Linked DNA regions of Sus scrofa: region 1 is linked to region 2. Evidence: chromatin contacts called from public HiChIP or PLAC-seq data. All regions are on one chromosome and are shown on one strand. Each heading gives the region's core, a stretch centred on a gene start, on an enhancer-like site or on the middle of the called end of the contact. The rest is flanking DNA. Distances are from core to core; before and after follow the strand shown. Region 1 has its middle 40 kb from the start of C10H1orf100. Region 2 overlaps SDCCAG8 (serologically defined colon cancer antigen 8).

Region 1 (6,452 bases), core at 77-2,576, 890 kb after region 2:
TGCAAGTTTAGATAAAATCCATTTCAGGCCTCATAAAACCCAGGTCGTGTGAAGGAATCTTCAAAATATTTAGACAGGCTTTCATTTAAAACATCCCGAGAAGATAGACTGGATTGTTCGTGGAAAACAGAGATTGGATTTGGAGTCAGAATGCAGTTCCGTATCTCCGTGCCAATCAGCCATGCGTGGCAGCACACGAGCAAATCGTTTCATTTTCTGAACCTGTTTCCTCACCTGTAAAATGAAGGGCATAATAAATGTTTGATGCTTAGAGTTTTGTGAAGCTTAAATGAGGCTGCACGTGAGAAGTGACTTGTGGAGCTCTCCTATGGCTCAGCAGGATCAGGATGAGCGGGTGTTGTCACTGCCGTGGCTCAGGTCACTGCTGTGGTGCAGGTTCGATCCCTGGTCCGGGAACATCCCCATGATATAAATATGTTAAATATCTCTAAATATATTAAGATATATTTATGTACATAAATAGTAATATTTATTTATTGCAAATAAATATTTAAAATTTTAAAGATATATTAAAGATCTCTAAAGAAGTGGATTCTCTCATAACCTGGTAAAACTTTTTCCAAGACTCAAAGCCGGTTTCACTTTCTGACCCTCCTATAGCATAAAGCCTGAGCCTTAGAATGAGACGGGAGAAGGATCCCCCATCCTATACTTTCCTAAAGGCACAAGGCTGTCTGGTTCCTTAGCTTTCACTTTCCAGATTTAAGGGAAACCAGTTTCTTTGGCCTTTCTTCAGAGGACCAGCGAAAGGATAATAATGAGGAAGCAGGAACCTAGATGAGCCAGTGGAAGTTAAACTCTGCTTACCTGGAATCGCCCAGAGGCCCTTAGGGCGGGCGCTTCCTCATCTTCCAGAAAGAGCCCGGAGCCAGACGCTGTGGGCTCAGGGCTGACGTCAGATGACTCATCAAACTCAAGATGGGTTTGGCGGCCGAGGCTTCTGTGCAGCTGTTTGGAGGAAGCCAAGAATTTCTGGTGCCTTGCTCTGGACTTGGTGAGCAAACCCAAACGCTGCAGTCCCCTCCTCATGCTCAGTGTCAGTCCTGCCTGGTCGGCGGCCCAGCCAGCACCGGGTCTACTGATAAAAACGTCCAAGGCCATCCACAGGCCAGCGCTTCTGTGTTCTCTGGTTACAGTTTATCACTCCCGCCCCACTGATGCGGGAGGCAGGCTTAGGGGACATTTGGCAGCAGGATCAATAGTTTTGCAGAGAGAAAATGGCCTGCTGGCCAAAGGGACATCAAATCCTCGGGGGAGTGGTGAGGAGCTATGACTCAGATTTCCAGGCCATCTGCCCCCCTCCTTACCCCCTCCCCCCAGCCCCCAGGCTGGGCTCCGCTTCCACCTGTTTCCAGGTTTTGTTCATCTAGGTCTGTCCTCAGGAAGCCATCTTTGACTCTCTGAATGTCACCAGCCAACCTGTGTGTCAGCAGGTGACAGAGGAAGGAGGCAGGCCGTGTCTTCGGGGGGTGCTGTGGTGGCCCGGGGGTGGGGGCGGAAGGAAAAGGTCAAGCCTCTACCCTGCAGAATGAGAGCCTCCTTCCCAAGGCCGAACGGTGACGGCCGGCACGCCACGGTCAAGGCGCCCTCTCATTCCCCCCACCCAGCTCTTACTGGGCTGCCCAGAAGCTCTACAGTGACCTCCTTGTGGATGTAACCTACAGCTTTTTTGGTTTTTTGCTTTTTTTTTTTTTTTTTATGGTCACACCTACAGCATATGGAAGTTCCCAGGCTAGGGGTCGAAGTGGAGCTGCAGCTGCCAGCCTGCACCACCGCCACAGCAATTCAGGATCCAAGCTACACCACAGCTCACGGCCACGCCGGATCCTTAACCCACTGAGCAAGGCCAGGGATCGAACCCGCATCCTCATGGATACTAGTTGGATTTTTTTTTTTTTTTTTTCCTTTTCTAGGGCCACTCCTGTGGCATGGAGGTTCCCAGGCTAGGGGTCCAATTGGAGCTGTAGCCGCTGGCCTACACCACAGCCACAGCAACTTGGGATTCGAGCCATGTCTGCGACCTACACCACAGCTCATGGCAACGCCGGATCCTTAACCCACTGAGCAAGGTCAGGGATGGAACCTGCAACCTCATGGTTCCTAGTCGGATTCGTTAACCACTGAGCCACGACGGGACCTCCCCCACTAGTTGGATTCTTAATGCACTGAGCCACAACGGGAACTCCCTCGGGCCACTTCTGAAAATAGGTGGTTCTCCCCCTGCTGCCACTGGGAGACAGGGAGCCATCAGGGTCTTCTTCCCTCGGAGGAAGAAGAGCTTTTTCATACCTTCTAAATGACTCACTCCAGCCAATGGCACGTTGGAATCCAAGGTTCAGGGGCAAACTTTCTAAGCCGAGGTTCATATGAACCGATGAAGCCAAGTGACTATGAGGCTGCTGACAAAATTGTTGGTTTTGTGTGAGGTGGACCTTGGAGATGCACGAGTGTGGCTTTGAGCACCAGCCATGTGCAAGAGGCTGCAGAAGGTCGGGGTGAGGGGGTCAGAGTGGGCTGCAGGACCGGGTGCTCTCAGCCCCACGTGTTCAAGCGAGATCGCCCACAGCAGAAACCAGGGCATCGCCAGCTTTAACCACGAACCGATTTTAACATGAACCAATACTGCATGTACGTGGGTAAGTCCACTCATTTTTCGGCTTTCTTTTAGATGAATTCAGGATACACTTATTACTATAACCCTGTAGTTAAAATATCTGTCCATTATGTCAGATCTCACACAAGTTTCAGGAGAAGAAGTAGGGGGAGTGTGGGCTTGTTACATGATAAAGATTTCGACTCGTCTTCTCCCTGCTTGCTGGTAGGAAGCCTCTAAACCCTTGGAATTTCTGGAGTCAAAGGAACCTCATTATGCCCCGTGGGCCCCTCAGAACACCCCTGAGTTCACGCTAAGGAGGTGACTCCTGGGGGGCTCCTAGGTAGCTTCAGGATGGGGGGGCTGATGGAGCCGGAAAGACCAGTGCAGTCTTAGGATTAGAGAGTGGGCCCCTTGGGCCACGTGATGTCAAGTGCAGCCTCGGTGCAGGCGGGATGCGATGCCGTCGCCAAGGCCAATGATTCAGGGATCATCGCTCTGCCCGCCCCCACCGCTCCGCCCCCAGCCTGGGCAAACTCCCGCGGTGGCCGTCATTCGCGCCGACACGTGGCATATCCGTCCTAAGGACACCGGAAGTGCGCAGCAGGCCCCTCCCCGCTTCGCCCTGGCTGGTCCTGCTGCGATTCCTCTACCATAAACTGCATCGTGCAGATGGCACTTCCCTGAAGGCTGTGCGTCCCGCTAGCAAATTGTGGAAGTTGAAGTTCTGGTAGGAACCCCCCCAGTTTGTAGCCGGCTGGTCCCAAGTACAGGCCTGGGAACCCTCCCGCTGCGGAGGGAACTGTGGAGAACCCCGGGGGAGGTACAAGGGGCACTGGTACCGTGTTTACTCGCATTCGCCTCCCGCGCTATGCAGGCGGTGTCCAGTACCGCCTAGGGGTGAATACGTGAGTTAATCACGCAACAGAAGGGCCCCTGACCGCGGCCCAGCATGGGGAGTGGGTCGAATCATGCCTCACCTGATCCCCCCCAAGTCAGCCCCATTCCCACCTGTCCTCCACTAAGTGTCATTTGCGTCCTGAGCTTAGGAGCACCTGGGAGGATCGATCCTGTCCCTCTGTCTGTCTCTCTTCACCCTTATACTCAAATCCCTCCTACATGAACTCTCATTAGCTTATTTTCACCCACAGTATAGGCCCATAGAAGAACCTAGTGGGGAGTTCCCCTTGTGGCTCAGTGGTAATGAACCTGACTAGTATCCATGAGGACGCAGGTGAAATCCCTGGCCCCGTTCAGTGGGTTAAGGATCCCACCTAGCGGTGAGCTGTGGTGTAGGTCACAGACTCGGATCAGATCTGGCATTTCTGTGGCTCTGGCGTAGGCCGGCTGTAGCGTTGATTCAACCCCTAGCCTGGGAACTTCCATAGGCTGCAGGTGTGGCCCTAAAAAGCAAAGAAATCTTAAAAGCAGAATCTAGTGGGACTTCATACCCCAGTCTAATGACTGATTTTCAGATTGTTTATAGGCAAATGGAACTTCCAGGCTTAGGTCCTTGGGCTACGTCAACTCTTCACATTAAAATGGTTACTCTAGAGTCTGACGACATAAACAAATGCTTGTGCTATTATTTGCATTTTTTTTTTGGAAAACAGAGCTGTTTTTTATTTTTATTTTTCGGTCATTTTTAATTGAGGTACTGTTGATATACAATATTATATAAGTGTCAGGTGTACAACCTAGTGATTCACCATTTTTAAAGGTTCTATTTCACTTACAGTTATTATAAACTGTGGGCAGTATTCCCTGTGTTGTGCAAGGTATCCTTGCAGCTTATTTATTTATGTATAGTTGATTACAATGGTGTGCCAGTTTCTGCTGTCCAGCAAGACGAATCAGTCCTGTGTGTGTGTGTGTGTGTGTGTGTGTGTGTACATTCTTTTTAAAAAGTTTCCATCGTGGTCTTAGCTGTGCTCAGATTCAGCCACTGGCCCAGGAACATCTATATGCCATGGGTATATAAGAAAGAAAGAAAAGAAAGAGAAAGAAAGAAAGAAAGAAAGAAAGAAAGAAAGAAAGAAAGAAAGAAAGAAAGGAAGGAAGGAAGGAAGGAAGGAAGGAAGGAAGGAGAGAAAGAAAGAAAAAAGGAAGGAAGGAAAAAGAGAAAGAAAGAAAAAAAGGAAGAAAGGAAAGAAAGAGGGAGGAAGGGAAGGAGGGAGGGAGGGCTAAATGAGAAAATAATTTGCAGGCATTAAAAATTATGTTTTCAGGGAGTTCCCGTCGTGGCGCAGTGGTTAACGAATCCGACTAGGAACCATGAGGTTGCGGGTTCGGTCCCTGCCCTTGCTCAGTGGGTTAACGATCCGGCGTTGCCGTGAGCTGTGGTGTAGGTTGCAGACGCGGCTCGGATACTGCGTTGCTGTGGCTCTGGCGTAGGCCAGTGGCTACAGCTCCGATTAGACCCCTAGCCTGGGAACCTCCATATGCCGCAGGAGCGGCCCAAAGAAATAGCAAAAAGACAAAAAAAAAAAAAATTATGTTTTCAGGAGTTCCCATTGTGGCTCAGCAGTTAACAAATCTGACTAGCATACATAAGGACACAGGTTCGATCTCTGGCTTCGCTCAGTGGGTTAAGGATCCGGTGTTGCTGTGAGCTGTGGTGTAGGTTGCAGATGCAGCTCAGATCTGGCATGGCTGTGGCTGTGGTGTAGGCTCCCATTCGACCCCTAGCCTGGGAACCTCCATATGCCTCCGGTCCGGCCCTAAAAAGCAAAAATAATAATTATTATTATTTATATGTGTGTGTGTGTGTGTTTTCAAAGTCTGCTCTAATGTCAGAAAAGAAGAAAATTCAAAAGGTCATTGTTGGTATTAGATCAAGTGTGTGTTTTGTTTGAATAAGTGATCTTTGAAGAAAAAAGACTGGCATTTTAACACAGCTTGTTCCAGAGTTTGTGGGATTATACGTGACCTATCTTTGTTTTACTTCTACATGGTTTTCAAATTCTCCAGAACGAGCCAAATCATGTTACAATCAGGAAAAATCAACATCACTTTTGAAGCGTGGGAGTGGAGTTTGTTTGCGTTACATGGTTTACTCGGCAGACACAGCAGAGATGAGCAAGAGCAGTGTTGCCTCCAATGATGGCAGGTCTTGATTTATTTATTTACTTGTTTTGTCCTTTCAGGGCTGCACCTGCAACACATGGAAGTTCCCAGGCTAGGGGGGAATAGGAGCTGCAGCTGACATCCTACACCACAGCTGGGGCAACACCAGATCCTTAACCCCCCACGAGAGGCTGGGGATCGAACTGGTGTTCTCGTGGATACTAGTCAGGTTTGTTACCGCTGAGCCACAGCGGGAACCTCGAGGTCTTGATTGATTGATTGATTTAGTTTTGTCTTCTTAGTGTCACACCTGCAGGATATGGAAGTTCCCAGGTCAGGGGTCGAATCAGAGCTTAACCCACTGAGCGGGGCCAGGGTTGGAATCTGTGTCTTCATGGATACGAGTCATTACCGCTGAGTCACAACGGGAACTCCTGCGTGTTCTCCTTTACCAAGTCAAAGAAGTGAGAGCTGAATTATAGATGTGCTTGCAGTCGTGCCACAGGGAGCGTGTGTGTACACGTGTGCGCATGCTTGTGCTTCCATGTGCCAAGTGAGACCACCCCTCCTTCCGTGTCCTACATGAATTACCTGGCATAAGTGAGGACACATCCTCCAGGACTTTGACCCCTTCCCCCACCGCTGCCAGCCCCACGAAACAGAGGAAACCCCATCATCGTACACAGAAGATTCGAATGTAATCGTTTCAAATCCCTCTGCTGCCCAGTTGAGTAGCATGAAGCCAGGCTCGACAGGTTATGATCTCAAAAAT
Region 2 (5,751 bases), core at 731-3,230:
TCAAAAAACAAAGAAGCCTGTCAAAACCTAACTGTACTTCAGACTAACTGCCTACCTTCTCTGACCTGGATTGGTGATCTCAGTTGCTGAAGAAAATCCCACAGTCTTGCAGGTGACACCACCAATGGTCTTTAGTGTCCATGGCTCCTTCGGTGCTTTTTAGCAGTGTTCCTATGCATTCTTTTCTCTCCCATTCATTCAGGATGCAACAGATACTATTTGGAGGTCCCAGGAATGTGGTAGTCACAGGACTAATGCGGTTCCCTCATGAAGCTTATAGACTAGAGGGAGAGGTAGGCGTTAAACACCTACTACTGATTTTTACCCGTGATAAAGTGATTTTTTTTTTTTTTTTTTTTACCGATGAAGGTACAGTGTAGAGTACCATGAGAATGGATAACAGGCAAATATGACTTAGTCTCGGAGGTCAGGAAAGACTTTCCCAAGAAAGAGACTTTGCAAACGAGACTCAGAAGGGGTGGTCCGGTGAAGAGTCTCAGACCCAGGAAGACAACATTCCCAAGGCTCTGAAGCCAGAAAGCATCATACTTTCTAGGAATCTAGAGAAGGCTCAGATGACTGGAGCATTGAAGTTAGGTTCAGAGCAGTGGAAGATGAGTTGGGAGAAGAACGCAGGGACCATATCGTAAATGGCTTTAAAATTCATGTGAAGGATTTTTAATTTTATGCAAGCAGTGATGGAAAGCCATTGAATGGCTTTAAATTGGGCCATGTCATAGTGTCATTTACATTTGGGAAAAAATCATCTGTCAGGAGATTTGAAGGAGAACCAGTGACTGCCTGGAGATCAGGTGGAGGTAATTGGAGTAGTCCAGGTAGGAGGTGATGGTATCTTGCAAGGACTATTTCAAATCGCTTTTATTCTCCTCAAATTCTCTACCACAGCTCCTTTCCTCTCATCCTCAGCAGAGAGCCTTACTCTCCTAACAAAGGAAGTTGAAGTGATTAGGTGTAATCACTTCAACTTATTTATTTCCCCCCACCTCTGCCTGAAGCACAGTTGCACCTGTGTTGCACTCTGGTCAGAGGGAGAGGGGCTTAATGCTAATCCTTTCTCCTTGTTGTGGATCCCAACCTCTGCCACCACTTCGGGGACCTGTTTCTATTAGTTCCCCGCTCGCTTCCACTTCCGAATCTTCAGCCTGTCCTCACTGCAGCCTCTTCCTTATCATCAAGAAAATACTCAAATATTTTTCTCTCATCTGTTGAAAGAAACAACCATTCTAGTCTTTCTCCATCTTGGCTACCCAAAAGTTCCAAAAACTCATAGCTCAATCTGTATCCAAAATGACTCATGGGAGAATATCTGAGGGTAGGATAGAGGTATCTGTCATTTAAAAAATTGTCCAGGTGATTTCAATGTGCAGCCAAGACTGGAAGCCACTTTACTAATCCATTTCCCTCCTTACTCTTTCCCTCAATAGTCAAGTTTCTTGAAAGATTTGTCCATGTGTGTTGTTTTTATTTTCTCCCCACTCACTCACTGTTGAGCCCACTGCATTTCAGCTTTTGTGCCCCTAGCCAATGAAATTACTGTTGCTGTATTCACTGGAGACCTTCTTGTGCTATTTTTAGTGAATATTTTTCAGTTCTTACTCTCCTTAAAAGATTCTCTTTCATGTCTCTGAATCGATGCTCTTGATTTGGGAGCATGATGACGTGTGCCTTTTAGGTTACTGTGGTAAAGTGCCTTTGAGATAATGAAGGCGACATGTCCAGAAAGCAACTTGACAGGAGGTTTTAAAATTTAGCAGAGAGCTTTAGATTTAGGTGTTAAAAATGGCTAAAACATTTGAGGCTTTGATTTCAAGTATATATATGGTATTGATTCCTAAATCTTTATCTCTTTAGTGAGCTCCTGAACAGCTTCACTCCCCATCTTCCCTCTCATGGTAGAAACACTATTTATTCATTCAGCCGGTTGCCCAACTCAGAAATCTTGCTGTCATCCCTGTCTCTTCCTCCTCCCTCACCCCGGACATTATTGAGTCATCAAGTTCTAGGGATTCCGGCTCCGGGCAACTTTACGTTGCCCTGTCTCTCCATCCCAGTGCTTTCATACATCACCCTTGGATGATTCCGCCAGCCCCAGATGGTCTCCTTGCTTCCAGTCTCACCTCCTTCTCATCTGTTGTCTGCTCCGAAGAGTCAGAGATGATCTTTCTAAAATGAATACGTCAATAGGTCAGTCTCTTGTTTTACAGTCCTTTCATGTCCCTGTCTAACCCCTTGGATAAAATGTAGGATCTTTTACATTTTTCTTTCTCTCTTTGGCTGTGCAGTGTCATCTCCTTTCTTCCTATATCACCACCATCCTGACCCGCTTGCACCTCCTCAAGTGTGGAGACCTGCCAGTCTGCCATGCTATTTTTCATTTCCAGCTTTTGCCTGTGCCTTTTCCCTCCTGTTTCCCTCCTGTTTCCCTCCTTGCTACCCCCCACTGCCTAGAGGAATCTTCCTCTGGCCTCTGACTCATCCTTCATGGTTTTTCTTTTTTTTTTTTTTTTTTTAATAATTTTTTTTATTTTCCCACTGTACAGCAAGGGGGTCAGGTTATCCTTACATGTATATATTACAATTACATTTTTCCCCCACCCTTTCTTCTGTTGCAACATGAGTATCTAGACAAAGTTCTCAATGCTATTCAGCAGGATCTCCTTGTAAATCTATTCTAAGTTGTGTCTGATAAGCCCAAGCTCCCGATCCCTCCCACTCCCTCCCCCTCCCGTCAGGCAGCCACTTCATGGTTTTTCTTGATGCCACCTCTCCTCACAGTCTTCCAATGAGGAGTTTTGGGGAGCCCCTCTGATGGGCTTCTATAACTCAATTTACTGCAAATTCTTGTTGAAGTGTCTTCCCTAATTTACTGTGAGTCCCTGGAATATATGGTTTGTTAACACCCTATTGCTTGGCACATCCCTCCCACATAAAATACCCTCAATAGATATTTGTTGAATGAACACAAAGGGAAGAAAAAAGGCCCTGTGCCATTGGAAAGGCCTGACTAAAATACCAGGAGTTCAGAGGCTCAGACCAGATTCCTCTCTGCAAGAGATCATGGAAAACTTTGCGGAGAAGGCAGCATTTTCACTGAGCTTCCAACAAATAGGCAAGATTTAGGAATGCAGAATGTGCAGGAGAGAATGCTGGCTATAACCAACACGAGGAAGGACGCATGAGGAGGTAGATGAAGTTGTGAGCTGAGCCTTGCTTTTGCCAGACCGAGAGGGTAGCATCAAGAGCAAAGATCAGCTACCCTTCCCACCTGGGAGACTTTTTTCTGTGTTGTTTAGGGAGGAGTTCTTGCTGAGCAGTTCTACTATGTAAAGATATGTTGATGAGAATTCCTGATAAGAAGAGGCAAAAGATAGCTGAAATCCGGCCAGGCAGTATTCCAGGTGCTTTCATGTGTAATTTTCTTAAACTGCTAATTATTTTATGAGTGAAAGTGGCAACTGGAATACAATGCATTTGTGAGCTTGAGTCTTTTTTTTTTTTTTTTTTTCCTTTTACCCCCAGTAAGCCTTAGTTGACATTTCTTCTCAAGGTCATACCCTAAATAAAGATGTATGAATAATGAGCTGAAAGTGATCCTAGCACTGAAGCCAGTACTCTCACAGGAAATGGTAGAAGGAGGCTTTGGAGTAAAAGAATTTAGTGTTGAGTCCACTTTGACGTTTCTATGACCTTGAAAAATGCAGTTAACCTCTCCCCATTTCAAAGGCATAAATAATGGAGTTGATCTATTGATCAGTTGATAGGATGAAATAAGTAAATATTTTGAAACTACTTAATATACTACCTGGCTTAGAGTAGACAAATTAACAAATTTTACCTTGTGACTGTTATTCTCACTCTAGCAAGAGAGAAAGAAATAGCCTTACTGGATAGATTTCTTGGACCTATGTCTTGGTTACAAGCAGACAGAATTTAATATAAAGCCCACCTTTATTTTTTATTTATTATCTGAAATGAATTCGGGCAAATTAATTTTCTGAATCTCATTTTTTTTTCCAACTGAAAATTAATCCAATATATTCCTTCTCCATGGGGATTAAAACTTGCTAGCACGGGAAGTTAACCTAACAGGGAGTCTGAACAATTAATCGTAACAACATGGTTCTCATAGTTAGGGCTGGAGCAAGCATCCCTGCTGTGCTCGTGGTGGGAATGCTCGTGAGACTGGTGGATTTTCTTTCCATCTTTTTATTATTTTTCTTTTTTCCTTGCTTCTTACTCTTTTAAAAATATCATGTATGTGGGAAGCTCTAGGAGAGCAGATGCCTTCTACCTAGACAGATTTCGAATCATTTCCTTATGAACAGTACTCGCTGTGAGTTTGTCTGTTGGCATCAGTAATGGTCCTTGGTTGCACTCAGCCACTAAGTTTGTTAGTTCAATCAGTTCTTCAATCATCTATTTATTGAATACCCCCTGCGATTTGTGAGTTTTCCTCAGTCGGGTTCCCTCAATAATAACCCATTGCTCGAATCCTTAATTCTGGTACCTCTTGTATGTGAGGTACCACTTTATACCACATTCAGTATACCAGGGACTGCTGTAAGGTAGAGCTTTCCGTCAAGCCCTCCCATCCTGGGTGTCCTTGTCTCTTGCTTGCCCCTGTCAAAGTTTAAAGGACTTACCTGATGTCAACACCCCAGACATCCAGCAGTGTTGCAGCTGTCTGTGTTCCTTCTGTCTCTGCAACAGATGTGGGTGGAGAAACTCCTGCCGTGTAACGTTGACTTCCAGATGGTGGGCGTGGGGAAAAAGAAGGTGTGACAACAGGAGGGGAGGCCTCGAGAAGTGGGTGACAGAAGGGAGCAGACAGGTAGTGGGCCGAGGAAAGGAGTGATGGGTGGCAGAGGGAGGGAGTCATATGGAAGGCGTACAATTTGTTACATGCTAAGAAACCAACTCTGAAAGTACCATTAGCAAAGTAAATGTCTGCACATTTACTTCAAAAATGCGCACAATTTGAGATGTTTACCATAAGGCATAAATCCACATAAATAAGCAGCATATGATTTCTAGTAGCTGGTAATTAAATTTTCTGTTTTTAGTTCCAGAAAAGCTGTAATTACATGTTTCATAATAGGGATACTCATGAATGTGAATTTTTAAATTAAGGAAATTTAACTAAAATATTTTTATGTGTTAAATCTAACTTCTTTTGACCTTTAATTTTTATTTCAGATCATAATATGCATAAGGATAATTCATAGCTTGGTATTCATAAAAGTAATTTTATGGGCAAATTAGATTTGCAGCCAATCTTTTGATGATAAGAACATGTAAACAATCCTAAGTTACATGTACAATTCTCCACAAGCCCCAGGAAAGATAATTAATACATCTACCATCTAAATTGGAAAATAGCTACCAAGGCTCACATTTTAATATTGGCAAATTTAGTTGTAATTCAAAGGCAATCTTGATTTTTTTTAAATTGAAGTATAGTTGATTTACAATGTTCCTTCAATTTCTGCTGTACAGCAAAGTGACCCAGTCACACACACACATTCTTACAGTCTTTTTTTTTTAAGTCTTCCATTGTGTTCTTACCCAAGAGATTGGATATAGTTCCCTGTGCTGTACAGTAGGACCCCATTACTCAGTCTGTTCTAAATGTAATAGTTTGCATCTACCAACCCCAAACTCCCTGCCTGTCTCACCCCCCCGGCAAACACTAGTCTGCTCTCCATGTCCATGATTTGTTTCTGTTCTGTA

The links. HiChIP or PLAC-seq counts read pairs in DNA pulled down with a chosen protein or histone mark.
Region 1: a contact with region 2 is called in an H3K27ac HiChIP or PLAC-seq map of alveolar macrophages. The contact joins two enhancer-like sites. A contact is called at or near these places in 3 of 5 promoter capture datasets (fetal liver, fetal skeletal muscle and liver), 24 of 47 Hi-C or Micro-C datasets (adipose tissue, alveolar macrophages, brain and 15 more) and 2 of 2 datasets of contacts at active chromatin or transcription factors (alveolar macrophages and skeletal muscle).

The regions. Positions count from the first base shown.
Region 1 is chr10:17,155,330-17,161,781 of Sscrofa11.1, forward strand. No RefSeq gene overlaps it. Among named protein-coding and RNA genes, the nearest start is that of C10H1orf100, 40 kb to the right of the region's middle. Within about 2 kb of position 1,327, at least 33 of the 83 cell types and tissues checked have an H3K27ac peak or open chromatin away from gene starts, as enhancers often do. A contact at or near this core is called in alveolar macrophages, where this site is marked.
Region 2 is chr10:16,264,506-16,270,256 of Sscrofa11.1, forward strand. All of the region lies in intron 10 of SDCCAG8 (serologically defined colon cancer antigen 8), which reads left to right. Among named protein-coding and RNA genes, the nearest start is that of CEP170, 76 kb to the left of the region's middle. Within about 2 kb of position 1,981, at least 3 of the 83 cell types and tissues checked have an H3K27ac peak or open chromatin away from gene starts, as enhancers often do. A contact at or near this core is called in alveolar macrophages, where this site is marked.